Regions from separate parts of the Arabidopsis thaliana genome. Here region 2 is linked to region 1. A link is a contact called in public targeted proximity ligation data. All regions are on one chromosome and are shown on one strand. The core of a region is the stretch at or near the end of the contact, and the rest is flanking DNA. Distances in the headings are between cores, read along the strand shown.

Evidence for each region.
Region 2: a contact with region 1 is called in a targeted proximity ligation map of shoot, with 11 read pairs. A contact is called at or near these places in 1 of 26 Hi-C or Micro-C datasets (callus) and 1 of 2 datasets of targeted methods (shoot).

The regions. Positions count from the first base shown.
Region 1 is chr4:732,860-740,353 of TAIR10.1, forward strand. It overlaps CRK (ARP2/3 complex 16 kDa subunit (p16-Arc)), which reads left to right and starts at 2,794. Exons shown (of 4, transcript NM_116401.3): 1 at 2,794-3,005; 2 at 3,088-3,160; 3 at 3,231-3,331; 4 at 3,456-4,106. The coding sequence starts at 2,917. The coding sequence ends at 3,591. It overlaps AT4G01700 (Chitinase family protein), which reads right to left and starts at 651. Exons shown (of 2, transcript NM_116400.3): 1 at 156-651. The coding sequence starts at 628. AT4G01703 reads right to left here and starts at 1,506. Exons shown (of 1, transcript NM_001125442.1): 1 at 1,393-1,506. The coding sequence starts at 1,506. The coding sequence ends at 1,393. AT4G03985 (a long non-coding RNA gene) reads left to right here and starts at 290. Exons shown (of 1, transcript NR_141766.1): 1 at 290-560.
Region 2 is chr4:773,044-780,537 of TAIR10.1, forward strand. It overlaps AGY1 (Albino or Glassy Yellow 1), which reads right to left and starts at 3,396. Exons shown (of 20, transcript NM_001340335.1): 1 at 2,672-3,396; 2 at 2,523-2,595; 3 at 2,224-2,430; 4 at 2,022-2,125; 5 at 1,751-1,930; 6 at 1,428-1,646; 7 at 1,159-1,272; 8 at 974-1,087; 9 at 548-715; 10 at 151-326. The coding sequence starts at 3,091. AT4G01810 (Sec23/Sec24 protein transport family protein) reads right to left here and starts at 7,312. Exons shown (of 6, transcript NM_116411.4): 1 at 7,169-7,312; 2 at 6,265-6,847; 3 at 4,347-6,167; 4 at 4,150-4,266; 5 at 3,936-4,007; 6 at 3,371-3,828. The coding sequence starts at 6,759. The coding sequence ends at 3,691.

The sequences.
Region 1 (7,494 bases), core at 1,544-4,043:
GATACAACCATTCAAAAGAAGTTTCGTTGGTAATTCGCAAAATGGTAGAAGTATATAATGTTTTCATGGGGCATTGAACTATTGTAGACCTAGTTGTTCGAGCAAATAAATAGATATAAATGGTTATTGGTTAATAATTAATTTTGTAGACTTACCAAGATAGTTGAATGGGACCTCTTCCTTTGTAAGACTTGCCAGAAACACAAGGCCAATCCTTATTAGAAGCATCACAATAATTACTCTGTGGACTCACTTCCTCTTTAAAACACAATCCCCACGCATATGGTCCGTCTGGTGCCGTGGCCCAACCACCTGTTGTCTCGTGAGATATCTGCGCCAAAAACGCAGCCACTTCGCGTCGCCTTGTCCAAAAGTTTCCTACGCTCCCGAACTTCGGGAAGGATCTTGTAGCCTCCACGAAAGCTTCATAGGGGTAGAAACCTTTTGCAGGGCATGCGTTGTTGTCCTTGTGGATGAAGATTTGGTCGTAGAGAGTTCTTGGGACTAGGCTCATGATCGGTGCGGGTTTATATTTATTGTGTTTTCGAGCTTCGGTTTCATGGAGAGAGGATGATATTGAGAAGATGAAGAGGAGTAGACAGAGCAATAGAGAGATTTGTTTCTCCATATTTGTTCTTTTTTGTGTTTTGTGTGAGAAGATGTGGTTTTGGCTTTGTTGTTATATAGAGTCATAGAGATGTAGTAGTGGACGACTTAGTTACATGTTTTTGTTTTGGTCTACGTTTTGACTTTTTTTAGTGGAGTTTATACTTTTTATTTTATATAGTTGCAATTATTTAAGGGTTTATTCTCTTTTTCATTGTTAGGAGACCCATTCCTCTCCTTCTTCTTTTTTCTCATTTTTTTTCTTTCAAGAAGATTCATTCTTGATTTGGAAAATGCATGACATATATTTCAAACCAGATAAAGTGAACCATTTCAGTCTGAATTCAATTGAATAATGTTAATATGAAGACCAAGTTGAATTTTAATGTGGGGAATTAAGCTTCTTTGGAAGGTACTAACCAAATTCAAATATAAATATATTCTTTGAAAATTTGAAACATAATTCATTATGAAGTAAATATTAAATAAAACAGAAAGTGTTCCATACTGAATTATAGTTTCATTTTGAATACTATTCTATACAAAAATAAAAACAATAAAAAAAAATTGAGAGAAATATTAGCAATGAAAACAAAACTATCAAAGAATTGTTTTTGAAGTTAAAAAATATAAAATTTCAAAGTTCGAGGTCGGTGGCTAACTAACATGAAAAGCGCCGAGCAACTTGTGATATGTACGAGTTGGACCAAGTCGTGACGACTTTTTTAATAAGCTTAAGATCCAATTATTTCTCAAGAAAAACAGTAAAACGTACGCCAACATATATTAACTACGACGACAAAATTCTTGGCCTTTAAGAAAGACTAGTACACGATCAATCCCAACGATTAAACCAGCAGACGAGTAACCATATGTAGGGTACGAGTTTCTCAACCACATCTCCAACTTTTCAGTAGACGATCTAATTATGTTTAACCACTAGAAGCCGACACCATAAACATCCATCCGAGGTTATCGTCTTTCGAAGAGTTCCTAACGAGCATTCATGAAACATCATTCTCACTTCTCCTCCCACTAAACCGACTTTTTTCGGATGTTATTTCAAATTTGGTTAATTGCTAAATGATTGACCATTAATTCGACCACGTGATTACACAAAGAGACGTTTAGATCCACTACATTGGTGCGATGTGAAGTGATCACCATGCTTTAGTTTACACGTCCACTTTATATAGGTTTGGCAGTTAAAAAAAAGAAGTTTTATACATAGTTCTATCAAGTGGTCTTAGACCGAATCTTGGCAATATATTTGTTATAAGACTACCAATATCATTAATGATTAGAGAAAGTTAATGTTAAGTTTCATCAGATTCTAATTTAAAACCAATGGGTAATGATTGGATTGGTTGTGTTCCATATATACTAGTGTTAGCACTTAGCAGTCATGAGTGTGTTTACTCCATTTATAGTATACTTTCGATGTAGGATCCTAATTAGAATGATAAAGAAACATTCCAAAAGAGTATTATCAAAATGCTCTTCGTCTATCCATACAAATATAATGAGATTTGGGCAGAAACAACCATTTTGTTAACATATTAGGGTCGAGCGCAGAAAAAAATATATTTTGACCTGTGTTAATAAAATAGAATAGGTTGCGATTTTAATTAAGGAGGTTAATAAATTAAAATCGTAAAAATGATACCAAAATGGTAACAAAATCGTAAAGAAAAGTTCATTAGTATAAATATAAAAAATTCGGTCCAACAAATATTACTATTAAAAATTTATAAGAGAGATTTATAATAAAAAAAAAATTGTTATACCAAGAAAGAAAAGGAGATTCTTGTATTGTAACCCGTTTGTGTGTCTTTTTTAGTCTCAGATTTGTTTTAATTTTCTATGACTTAGGATTTGTAAGTCTTTTTTGGATTTCTAGAACCTGATCGAGGAAATTTCAATGAATATAGTGTAATTGGTTTGTTTGGATTTTGTTCCCTTTGTTTACCTTGTTTGGTATTTGGCTTCGGGAGTGTTCTTGTACTCATCGGCTTATGTCTCCGGAAGTGGTTTGTACTTGCCGGCTCTTGTATTTCAACTTGAATCCTATCGATGAAAATCCTATTGACAAAAAATGAAAAAAAAAATGAAGCTTCCATCATCCATCATTCAGTGGCAGCATAAGCATTTAAGACTACGTGCCGTTTAAGGCCAAGACAAACGGCACTCAGTTCCCTTTTGAAATGGTCAAATGGCGATTGAGTTGTTTTCCTCTCTCTCTCTCATTTTTTCAATTAAAGAAGGGAAAGAGGGGAAATCTCTGATCGGAGAGAAAGATCGAATCGAAGAATGGCAGAATTCGTTGAAGCTGATAACGCAGAAGCAATAATCGCGAGGATCGAAACCAAATCGAGGAAGATTGAAAGCCTACTCAAACAGTAATATCAGACCTTGGAGCTAAACCCTAAAGTCTTCTTTTGTTTTTGGTTTAATCCCTTATCGGTGTTTTAATGTGTGCAGGTACAAACATGTAGAAGCTTTGAAAACGGCTCTTGAAGGTTCGCCTCCGAAAACTCGCGATGAACGTTGCAAGGTCTCTCTCTTTCCGAAACCATCTTTTTTTTTTTTTTTGATTTACTGAGCCAAAAAAAACTCAACTGCAGTCGGCTAATTGGATAGTTGTGCACAGAGCTTTAATGGCCATTAAGGATATTGACGGAATGCTCAATGCTCTTGATGTCGAATATTACGACATTCTCATGAAGTAAGTGCAAAGTTGGTTTTTTTTTTTTTTGCTGTAATGCGTTTTGTAATATGTATGAATTGGAAAGCTCTATCCTCAGGCTGTCTGTGCTCTTTGATAGAATGTTTTTGCTTAAAATTCTCAGGTACTTGTACAGAGGACTTTCTACTGGGGACCGACCCACCTGCGATCAGTGCCTGAAGATTCACGAGAAACTCACTGAGAGAGCTGGTCTCGGTTGCATTCTCCGATGTCTTACTGATACCATCAACACCGTTTGATCCATCATTCCCTCTTATGTATTATTACTTGATGCCTTGATGTTTCCAATGTGCATATTCTCCTTGAGGAACCATGTCTCACATTTATCAGTTTTAGACTTGTATTTTCATTACCAAACAGTTGCTTGATAAATGATAACACAAGTCATTCCTAGAGCTCATGTGTAACATAATTCCCGGATCAGCTGAATCATAAATACGAAGACCAAGTTGTGATTAAGTAATTTTAGGGGGGTGTATTGAAACCAGAATCTTTTAGAAGATTTGGTGGAATTTGCATTCTTCTACAGACCAAATCCATTCTCGATTTTGCCGGTGAAGAACAGAGACCGAAAGCTTTTTTCATGGAAGACGAGGGGAGGAGGACAATGAGAATATGTCGCAGAGATTTTCTGTGAATCTTTTTTTAAATCAAATCGTTCAGAATAACACCTACAGGTGAGATTTTTTCATGCTTATTTTCAACTAAATTTTTTTGCCTAAGTCTCCCAGAATCAATGTTAAATGTTTTTAATGAAATTGTTTTGTTGAGTTTAGATAACAGTGGATTTAAGATGTGTTTTATAAATTCTTGAATGAATAACAGAAGATTATAGATTCTTTTGAGTGATTTTATATAAATTCCAATTTCAATAACAAAGGATTTGAGAAAAAAATTACAAATCACAAGTTGAATACAACCATTCCTGATTCACTGAATGTTCATAACTCGAAGGCCCAATATCGAACTCAGCCCATTGAAACTAAATTCATTTCTAAACTTTCAATGTAAATGCACTCGTCATACAAGAGTAAATGTTCACATAGTTAGTCATTGATTTAAACAATTTTACTCTTTAGATTTTTAAAATTTTATAGGATTGTAATAAACCAGGTTGAATTCAAATGTCAAATAGCGTTAAATAAAAGTTTAGATCTTTTTTTTTTTTTTTTTTTTTTTTATCAACGTTAGTACAAGAAGAAACAAGAGCAGCTTTTGCCAAAGCATCAGCTTGATCAACGTTTCCTTATAAAAGACAAAAGCAATTAAGTTTTTACTTTTACAGTCTTTTTGATCAAATTAAATGAGTAATTGAGTAGTAGTAGTAACAAAAGGGAATCCCAGAAATAGTAGTTGCTTTCACATGAAAAAATTTCCAAATACAACAATTTTTATTTATTATTTATAGCATCCGGTAGTTCCAGATGAACTCTTGAAAACCTATTTTCAATAAATCTGATGATCCTCTTTTGATATTTCAAAAATATTAAGATATATAACAATATAAAAAAATTGTCAGCTAATTACAAATTGTTTTCTCTAAAATTCAAAATTACCAATAAAAAAAATGATGTCTTTAGAAAGAAATAGATAAGTGTTTTTGTGATAAACGTTTAAATTATTGTTTATGTACTCAGATGTTTTCGGAGATAAAATGGATTATATGGAGTCTGATGTGAATTCAATAACTTACCAAGTATTAGTGCATGGGAGAGCGAATTCCCTTCTTCTTCTTTTTTTACAGATTTACGTGGAAGCAATTTTGAGTGACAAAAAAATAAAATATAAATATAAATATATATATATATATATATATATATATATATATATATATTTGAGCGACCACTGATCACAAACGTTACGTTTTTAAAAAATTCAACCCAATTCGTAACCCTAATTTTTAACCCAAAAAAAATAATCCTAAACCTAATAAGCTATATATTCACTATATCTTTTGTATTTGTTTTATTGGGTGAGAAAACTTGTTCAATTAGTCAGTAATTGGTTTTCGTTCTCACTCACCAAATCCTAATTGTCATGGTTTTGAAAATTATTAAATCTGGAAGTAGAACATATAGCGTCGAGATAAATATGCTACCTCTTATATCCTTTTATGTTCTTGCCTTTTTTTTTTTTTTGGGCATACTCTAGCTAAAACAATTTAAGTTCAAGTTTCAAAATATTTTTATACTGTATGTTTTTTTGAATACCAAAAAATCCAAAAAATATTTGAAAATATCCGCAAATATATAAAAATATCTAAAATATTCAAAAATATCTGAATAAATACTAAATTTCTGAATTGAAAGAACCGAAACCAAATCCGAACTAAACCAAAATTGTTTTGATTTTTATATGGTTCTTTAACTCGAGAACACCGAAATAATCAGAACTAGACTATAATCGAATCAAAACCGAACCGAATACCGAATCGTGCAGTTCGAACGGCACATGTGGCACATGTGCATTTATGAACTAATTATAAATGAAGATCCATGTAGGTGCATCTAAGTTTGATTTTCTTTTTTAGTTTTTCATATAAAACATTGAGTATTGTCTCTTTAAGTTTGGTTTTAGAGAGGAAGGACCGAAAAGAAGAGTATTAAGAACCAAAGAGGTATTTTCCGTAAAATATGATTAAACCTAACATATCAATGACAATTAGATGGTCATTCCTTTGACTTTTGTTAGACCATGTGGACAAAAATGCACACATACAAACATGTTTATATATATTTATATATATTATCATCTTTCATTAGACGTGCATATCGGTGGATTATTTAGTTAATTATATATTTGAGCAGACAAGCTAACTATAATATATATCTATATTCTCCCAGTTGTCCACAAAAAGAAAGAACAAAAAACAAAATTCTCCCATATGATGTCTTAAAAATATACTTTCTCTCATATCATAATTCATATATAATATTTGGCTGATCGCAATTTGAAAACGTTCAAATCGTGTTAGGAGGAAGCAAACTTTGATTTGCTTTATCTAATAACATTTACTATAACGAATTAGTACAAAATTTATAAACTCAACAAAATTAGCCATTCAAAACTCAAAACTGAAGTAAAGACTCACAATTAGGAGCAAACACAAGTTGAAACCAAAATAATTTTGATTTACAACAAATACGTTTATCTTTATACGAACGTGTATACATCTCTACTGTAACAGATATACAGTGCCATAAATATAATTACAAATTGTATTTATACACATGTTGTTGAAAGTTTGTTCTGTTAACTTTTCTTAAACAAAAGAAGAAACATCATGAACCTCAACAAAGAACACTTTGTGAGTAATTAGAGAAATAATATATTTTTAATTAAAGCGACCAAAAGTTAAATATGTTATTTATGTATATATGAGTTTTTTTTTTTTTTTGGTTTAGTTAGTTTTACATTAATCTATTTACTTTAGTTGTATGTTCTCGACTCACTTCATAATCTTAGTACATGTGGAGCTTTTTCCGAATTTTATCAAAAAACAACTCTTGCGATATTAATATAACTAACTGACTAAGTTATAATAACCTAATTCTCACATATTTATTTACGCGCGTGGTTGAGTACACATACGTCGTGATGTGCATAATCAACGAATGATTTCTTAAAAATATATCTACAAAATAACCCCAAAAAAAACTAATTCGGGAGTGAGTGTGAATCTTTGAATGAATTGTGGATATGAATTTAAAGAGGTCGCTCCATTTTCAAAGTCACTACGAAAAAGATTGGCAATTTGATGGCTAAACCCCCTACATGCTGGTCCCATTTAATTTTGGACCTCGTCGCTTCTGCATTATTTTCAAAATAAATACAAAAGTATGTAGTAAAAATATACATATATACTTCAAAAATCCAATCCATATTCTCTCACAATTTTTTTAATTCTTAAACAAATGAATAGAAAATTCGCTACACTACTTTAACTAAATGATGCAAGAACTTATAAATTACTTGTAGGTTCATGATCCAAAGCTGTATAAAGTATAGGAGTACTTAAGATTATCTATTTTCTTAAAACAATACTATATATATATGCATGTGAAGAGAGTAAATATAAGTAGCTATAGGTCAAACTTAATTAATACATCGAGCTAGAATTCCACGATCCCTCACTATAGTTA
Region 2 (7,494 bases), core at 2,146-4,645, 41 kb after region 1:
ATCATGAACTCCAAGGTTCTTTGTTACACAAAGTACATAACCTGTAGCAATTTTATCAATGGTGGATAAAGGATCTTTCTTATGTGGACAAAATGTTTATTAGCGATAATAAAGTATTATTCATAACTTTGAATGCTTCATGCATGATACCTGGGCATAAGTATCTCACGAAGCTTCAAACGTGCCATGAACTCTGCGTTTCCACCAAGAATTATGTCTGTCCCACGCCCTGCCATATTTGTGGCAATTGTTACTGCCCCTAAACGGCCACTTTGTGCTACAATTTCAGCTTCCCTCTCCACATTTTCTGGCTTGGCATTGAGGACCTTTTTGTACAACATATATATAACATCATCTGTCAGTATTCTTGTACAAGGAATATAATTGATTTGATTTTTTTATTGGTTTGTCTTTACATACACCATTTGTTTAGATGTCAAAAAAAAAAAGTTTGAACTAATACTAATGGAGCATATGTATCTTGGATTCATTTTTGCATAGATTACGCGTCCAAGATTTATTAATCAAAATGACATGAAAGCCTTACCTCATGAGTTATTCCAGCTTCCCTCAACAGTTGCGATAGTTCATCACTCTGCTCGACACTGGTTGTGCCAACTAGCACAGCCCTACCTGTCTTGTGCATTCTAGAGATCTCCACTACTACTGCCCGCCATTTGCCATTGACTGCCTTGAAAACCACATCTGACTCATCCTGAAAGTGATTTAAAAAGGTATAAGACAGGGAAAGAGAGACGTTTTTTTTTTGAAAAGAAAATATCAAAATCGGAAACTAGTACAGCATACAATGTCCTTCCAGAACTAACATGGATGTTTAACATTTTTCCACTTTAACAGATCTCACTAGAAGGCCAACATACACGAATTTTAGATCTTCCGATGGAGAACAATTGTGAAGACCAACAGTCTGAATTTTGAGGTACAAGTTCAGAGCATAAGATAGGAGACAAACCTTTCTTATCATGGGCTTATTTGTGGGTACAATTGTAACTTTAAGCTTGTATATGCTTTCAAATTCTGCACTCTCGGTCGATGCTGTACCCGTCATCCCGCAAAGTTTCGGAAACTACAACATAAAAGATATTATACATTACAATGCAAACAATAATCAAAAAGTGGAAAGTATGCATTTCCAACCTGCAGAAAGAAGTTTTGATAACTAATTGACGCCAGAGTAATAGATTCATTCTGAATAGGCAAGCCTTCTTTTGCTTCAACAGCTTGATGTAGTCCATCACTCCAACGTCTTCCCTGAAAGAAATAACTTATTCAGTGGGTTCCTACGTACTGTTTTTTTTTAATCTATGTTGTTCTTGTGGCCTAAGAATATTTATCAGCAGTAGCCACTGAGATCACTAAAATGATAAATAGTGATATTTCTTATTAAGATGAATATACACAAGTACCTGCATTACACGACCAGTAAACTCATCCACGATAAGAACCTCCTTTGCTCGGATGATATAGTTCACATCTCTGAGAAAAAGTTCTTTTGCCTTAATGGCATTAAGAACATATGATGCCCACTGTTCACGGGGATCATACAAATCTTTCACGTCCAGGATTTCTTCTGCATCCTCATAACCCTGTTCCGTCAGTAAAACAGTCTTCTGCTTTTCATCAACCTGCCACACCAAAAAACCTTAGTGACCAGTTAGAATTTGGAAGATGGATTGCCAACTCCACTATAAAATTTCACACAACAAAAGAAATAACTGAGGATTCTTACAGTGTAATGTATATCCCGCTCAAAGGCTGAAGCAATCTTTGCAGCTTTGTAATATTGGTCACTAGGTTTCTCTGCAGGCCCAGAGATAATGAGAGGAGTCCTTGCTTCATCAATAAGTATGGAATCAACTTCATCAATCACACAATAATTGAAATCCCTCAAGACGAGCTCCTCAACACTCTGTACAATCAGAAACTAACTCAGAAAAAACATCCAAAATAAACTCATACAATCAATAATGAAAGGAGAAAATAAAGCAAGAATTACTTTCCGTGGCTAGATTGTCTCTCAGATAATCAAATCCAAGCTCACTGTTGGTGACATATGTGATATCGCATAAATAATTTTCCTTTCTTTGTTCAGGTGTCATATTCTCTGTCAAAGTAACCACATGCGTAAAGCATCTATAACACACAACGAGCAAAGAAGATGCTGATTACATTGACAAAGAAGTTCAGAGAAAAGAGACATACGTTGGATTAGACCAACCTTCAATCCAAGGAACCGAGGAACTTGACCAACCCATTCACAATCTCTTCGAGCAAGATAATCATTAACTGTAACCACATGAACACCTTTCCCACTTAATGCATTCAAATAAGCTGGTAAAATAGCAACAAGCGTTTTCCCTTCACCAGTTCTCATTTCAGCTATTTCTCCTTTATGAAGAACCATACCACCTGCAATTAAAACCATATAGAGAGACTCCACTCAAAAAAGTCTTTCATAACAGTGAGACCATTAGAATAACATTCCACAGAGACTGTGTTACCAATTAATTGCACATCGAAAGGTCTGAGTCCAAGAACTCTCTTGGAAGCTTCTCTCACAACAGCAAATGCTTCCTACAATTTGAAATTTCCACAATTGAATCAAAAACATTGGTGTCAAAACCAAAAACTGAAGGATTTGGAAAATTACAGGTAAAAGTGAATCCATGGATTCTCCTTTCTGAGCACGTTGCTTCAACGCATCAGTCCTCTCTCGCAACTCAGAATCCGAAAGAGCCGAAATCTCAGTCTCCAAGCGATTAACGGATGCGACGATGGATGCGTACTGTTGCCTAGTCGACTCTCCGTTATCAGAACCCTTGAAAATTCCGCTAAGAAGACCACCTAGTGAAGCATTCACACTCGTGCTTCTCTTCCGAGAGCAGCTACTACATCCAGATACTCCCAACTTGACGGTGTTTCCGAATTTGGTGCCCCAAAACGACGAAGAGCTCAGAAGACGATTTTGCCGGAGGATGATTCCATCCGCGATCACGAACTGAGAAGCGGTAGGTGAGATCGAGGGGCGGTGGTAAAGTAACTGAGAGTCGCAGAGTGGAGACACCATCATCGTCGACGGCGAGCCGGGAGAATTTCCGGCGGGAGCGAAAAACAGTCCGGCTGAAGAAAACCCGAAAACTTTTATTTCCGGTTTTCGTGTGTCGTCGAGTGAAGAGCACGAGAGAGAGAATTGAGACGTTGGGGATAAGGTGATGTTAATTACGTTTATACCCCTAGACTCAACTTCTGGTGGATACTCTTCTTTTTTGCCACGTCATTGAGTTTCTTACATATTTTCTAGCTTTAACTTATTTCACGAATTATTTTATATATTCGGCATGTATGTGCCTATGATAATGCAGATTTTAAAAATTTAGGTGACCGATTGATTTGTACCATCAAATAACTTGGATTCAAACCAAAAAGGCTAAGCATGGATGGTAAAAATAGACACGGCATTACATCGACTGTAAAATGGTAAAAAGAAAAATCACGGTCATCATCTCTACACATTATTTTGCTTGTAACGGACAGAGTATATAATTCACTTGAGAGAACTGGAGATCATATAAAGAGAATCCTAAAAACAAAAGACTCACAGAGAACAAAAAAAATGTTCTGACAGTAAAAGGCGGAAAAAAAACGATGAAGCAAGAATAAAATGTATGACTACCTGGGCTCAGGAGGCACTACTTTCAAACTCCTCATCCATTCGCAGAAACTGGCTTCATCAAACTCTATAAAACTACTCTTTAGTTTCATTCTTTGCTCTGTCGTCAATGTTCTTATCTGTGGAAATCTTGCTTCCTGCACAAAAAAATTGGGTTCAGAAGAAAAAAAATAAAAATAAATGGATTAAGATCCGCAATGATAGTTTTGTCTTTTCTTTCTGACATGGTTTAGTATGTTTTTACCTGCTCATAAGGAGGGTCTTTATGTGCTGGTATAAGCCGGCAAACAAAATATCTAGCTTGGGAACTTCCTTCCTGTTATGTTTCAATATATACAAGATTTTGAATTATGTTTCAATGGATTAGCAGATAGATATTGAATCCATAAAAAAAGAAAGGTTAGAAAGTGTGTGATTCTTTTGAGAAAAATTGTATAAGGTTCTGAAATGTTAAGGACCTTGAATGCGAGAATACGTGGAGCTGGAAACCGGAATTCAGTTAGCTCTTCAGCTAACGTTCTGCAAGCTGCTAAGACTGCAGCACTCTTCACCTCGTCAGCTGACAGTTCGGCTCCCTAAATCAACCAAAATGAATGATTAAACTGAAGTGATCCGAAAATAATTAAGACACAGAATGAAGACAAGAGTAACTTACCAACCAAATAAATACATCTGTGCCATGGTCAAGAATAACAGCCTTATCTGATTGCATAGAGAGATCATACGCTGGTAGTTCCTCGAATGTACCACCTTCTTGGTGCATCAAGCAACGGGGTGCTACCATACGAAGAGACAGATCGAAAGATGCGTTTAGAAACAAATTTCGTAGCACCGATCTTTCATCTTCATGACCAATGATGTTTCCCAGTAAAGGACCCCTTCTAAGATGGAAGAGGAGTTCTGGGAGGGATGATAGTTCCTTAGGGAAGCTATAAAGCTTTGATTTTGGCACTTGTGATCCGAATTTCAAAGCAATGTCTTTGATTCTTTCGTCTACTGTAGCACGCATATCGACTGCGTCCTTCTGATTTTTCGCTAATAAAAGAGTTCTCTTGGAGATGAGGACCGCAGAAGCTTCGTCCTCAACACTCTGAAGATATGCTGAGATGCTATCAACAGTTGGCAATTTGAACGTAATTACCCGAGACACATCTGCTTGATAAACATCCGAATAATGGAAAGCAAACTGGAAAAATACATGATCGCTTTTGATGTCCCTCTTATTCTCCATTGAGAGAGAGAAGCTTTGTGTTTCTTCAACACTCAGCATCTGAATAGAGAGAGCCGCATCACTCTTAAACGTCTCGTGAGTTTCTGAATGTGCTTCTTCGCCAGGTCCAATCACCTGAGTTATAAGAATATCATCTGAACATCGTACTTCAAGCAGACCATGTGAACCTGCTGCCCTAGTGGCTGCCCTCTGCAAGTCCACACCAAAGGCTTCACCAAAATCATCGTGAAGAACCAAAACACCACCTGAAGCTTTTGCAAGTGGCTGCAGGATAGGAACTCTGAGAGGGCAAGTTCCAGCGCACAATATGTCGACGACCGTATTGTGCCTGTGAGCTTCACGCCCCAAATTTTCCATCCATTTTATGGCTGTCTTTTCCATATATGGATAATTTGGATGACTCATTGAATGAGGTACCGATCCAGGACCATATGTAATGGGACCACCAGCGCAAACTATGATTCTACTGTTACCTCCTGCTCTTCTGACCACTCCCCGAGACATTTCGGCTGATGGTCCTTGGATTATAGCCAGAGCAGCCTCAACGGCAGTTCCAAGGCACCTATCTCTAGAGGCTTCAGGTACATTCAATGTGTATGGTCTTAAGGACGAGAATATCTCATGCGCTACCTTTAGTGATGCATGCATTGGTGACAAGTATACACCGGTCCCATAAATCAGCGCTTTCATCGACTCTGCAGATGGTGATTTTGCACCAGAAATAACATCCGCAGAAGCAACGGAATCTTCAGAGAAATCATATATTGAAACAGTACGACCATACAGTATAATCCCAAGCCTGGTAGTTTGTGGAAGCGAGTCTACAAATGCATGCAAAGAGCTCTGCAAGTGCTGAAGATGTGGTTCATCTAAACACTCATCAATAACAAGGACGACAGGTGCAGATGTCCGCGAATCAGAGGCAGGAACAAACCCAGGTCTCTTGTTTCCAGTCTGTACATAATCAACCAGAGGCAATGAAAGCTCTGGAAAGTTTTGCAACTCATTCTTGCTCGAAGCCACATATTCACCTTTACTTCCATTCATGTTCTCGCAGATGACACACTGCCATTGGCCTGAGCCAATTAATATGGAGCTATAGGGATTTGAATATGCTCCACAGTTCAAACAGCGATGTGGATCACGTTGGATAATCTGAGGACCAGGACTAATCTCCCTCCCAGCAGAAACTATTGCTCCAAACCCCAAGCTAGCAACATTTGCTAGCTTCTTCTGCTTTAAAACCTACATGAAACGGCCAGTGATGGTTGCAGATAAATAAATTACACAATTAGCTAACACTGACGCACACCAAATGTGAATTGAAAGTTAAGTAAAATACCTTATTTGCTGAAAACAAAACATAAGGTGAGTCTGCAGCTATTGGTTCTTCCATTCTAACAACATCTGGAAGATCACGCTGAGATCCAACAGATGACCCGTTTGAGTAAAAGGAAGGTGTAGATACGGGCAGAGAAGAATTAGCTGAAGAGTATGCCATAGGCTGAGGAGTAGCTGGAGAGGTACGGAAAGGCACAGCAGCTGGTTTAACCGGAGTATTAAAGACAGGAGGACCAGGCGGAGTACTCAAGCGAGGAATGGGACTTCCGGTTCTGATACCATTCGCAGGTGACAACAAACTTGGGGATTTCATCGACGGTGAAGACATCTGATCTGGTCTAAAACTTGGTTGAGGAAACCTAGGAGGTATAGGTGAAGCTACTACTGGAGGAGAATGAGGGACCGGGGTTCTATCTGGCTGTGGTGATGGCCTATTTGGCTCTAGAGGAGTGAGAGTTCCCGGGTAATTAACCGACGATTTCGGTAAGTTAGCCATCGGATTCCGAAGTTTCTACTTAATCCAAACAAAGTAAGATCACAATTCACAAGCTGAAACAGCCTTGAACTGTGTCCAGATCAAGAATCTGCAGAGAATTTCAACAAACAATCCTTAGTCCTTAGTATCCCCTAAAATTCAGCTCAAAATATCAAAAAACAAAGTTCATAGAAAAAAAAAACAGGACAATTCCGAAGTTATACTTCTAAACGATACTAAACCCAAAATCACCAATTCGTTTTCGTTTCAATCACCGACAAATCAAAATCCGCAGAAGTGTATATCAACTAAAATCTACCCAAAGTAGACATAAAAACAAAAGGCAAAATCTTAAAATCAAGCAGAGAAGTTAGGGTATGAAAACAGAAATCTGAAGAAGAAGAAGAAGCAGGAATAAAAATTGTGATACCTTAATCGGAGAGACGATTCGAGAAATTAGGAAGAAGAAGAAGAAGCAAATTCGTAGACGAATTTTTGACTCGCATTGAATCGTAGCTTACGATCCCTCTCACCCAGTACTACTCCTCTCGATTCTATTTTCATTTTTTCATTTTCTTTTAACTCGATGCGTGGCATTTTCGTTAATATTTACACTTAAGCTACAACTATTGGTCATTTCACTAACCACGCGTGCCTTGCTGGCATGATCGTAATATCTCATTGGTTATAAAATCAACTGCCAGCACACTGCATGACGTGGTATTAACCGACGTCGCATTTCAGATTCTCTCCAAA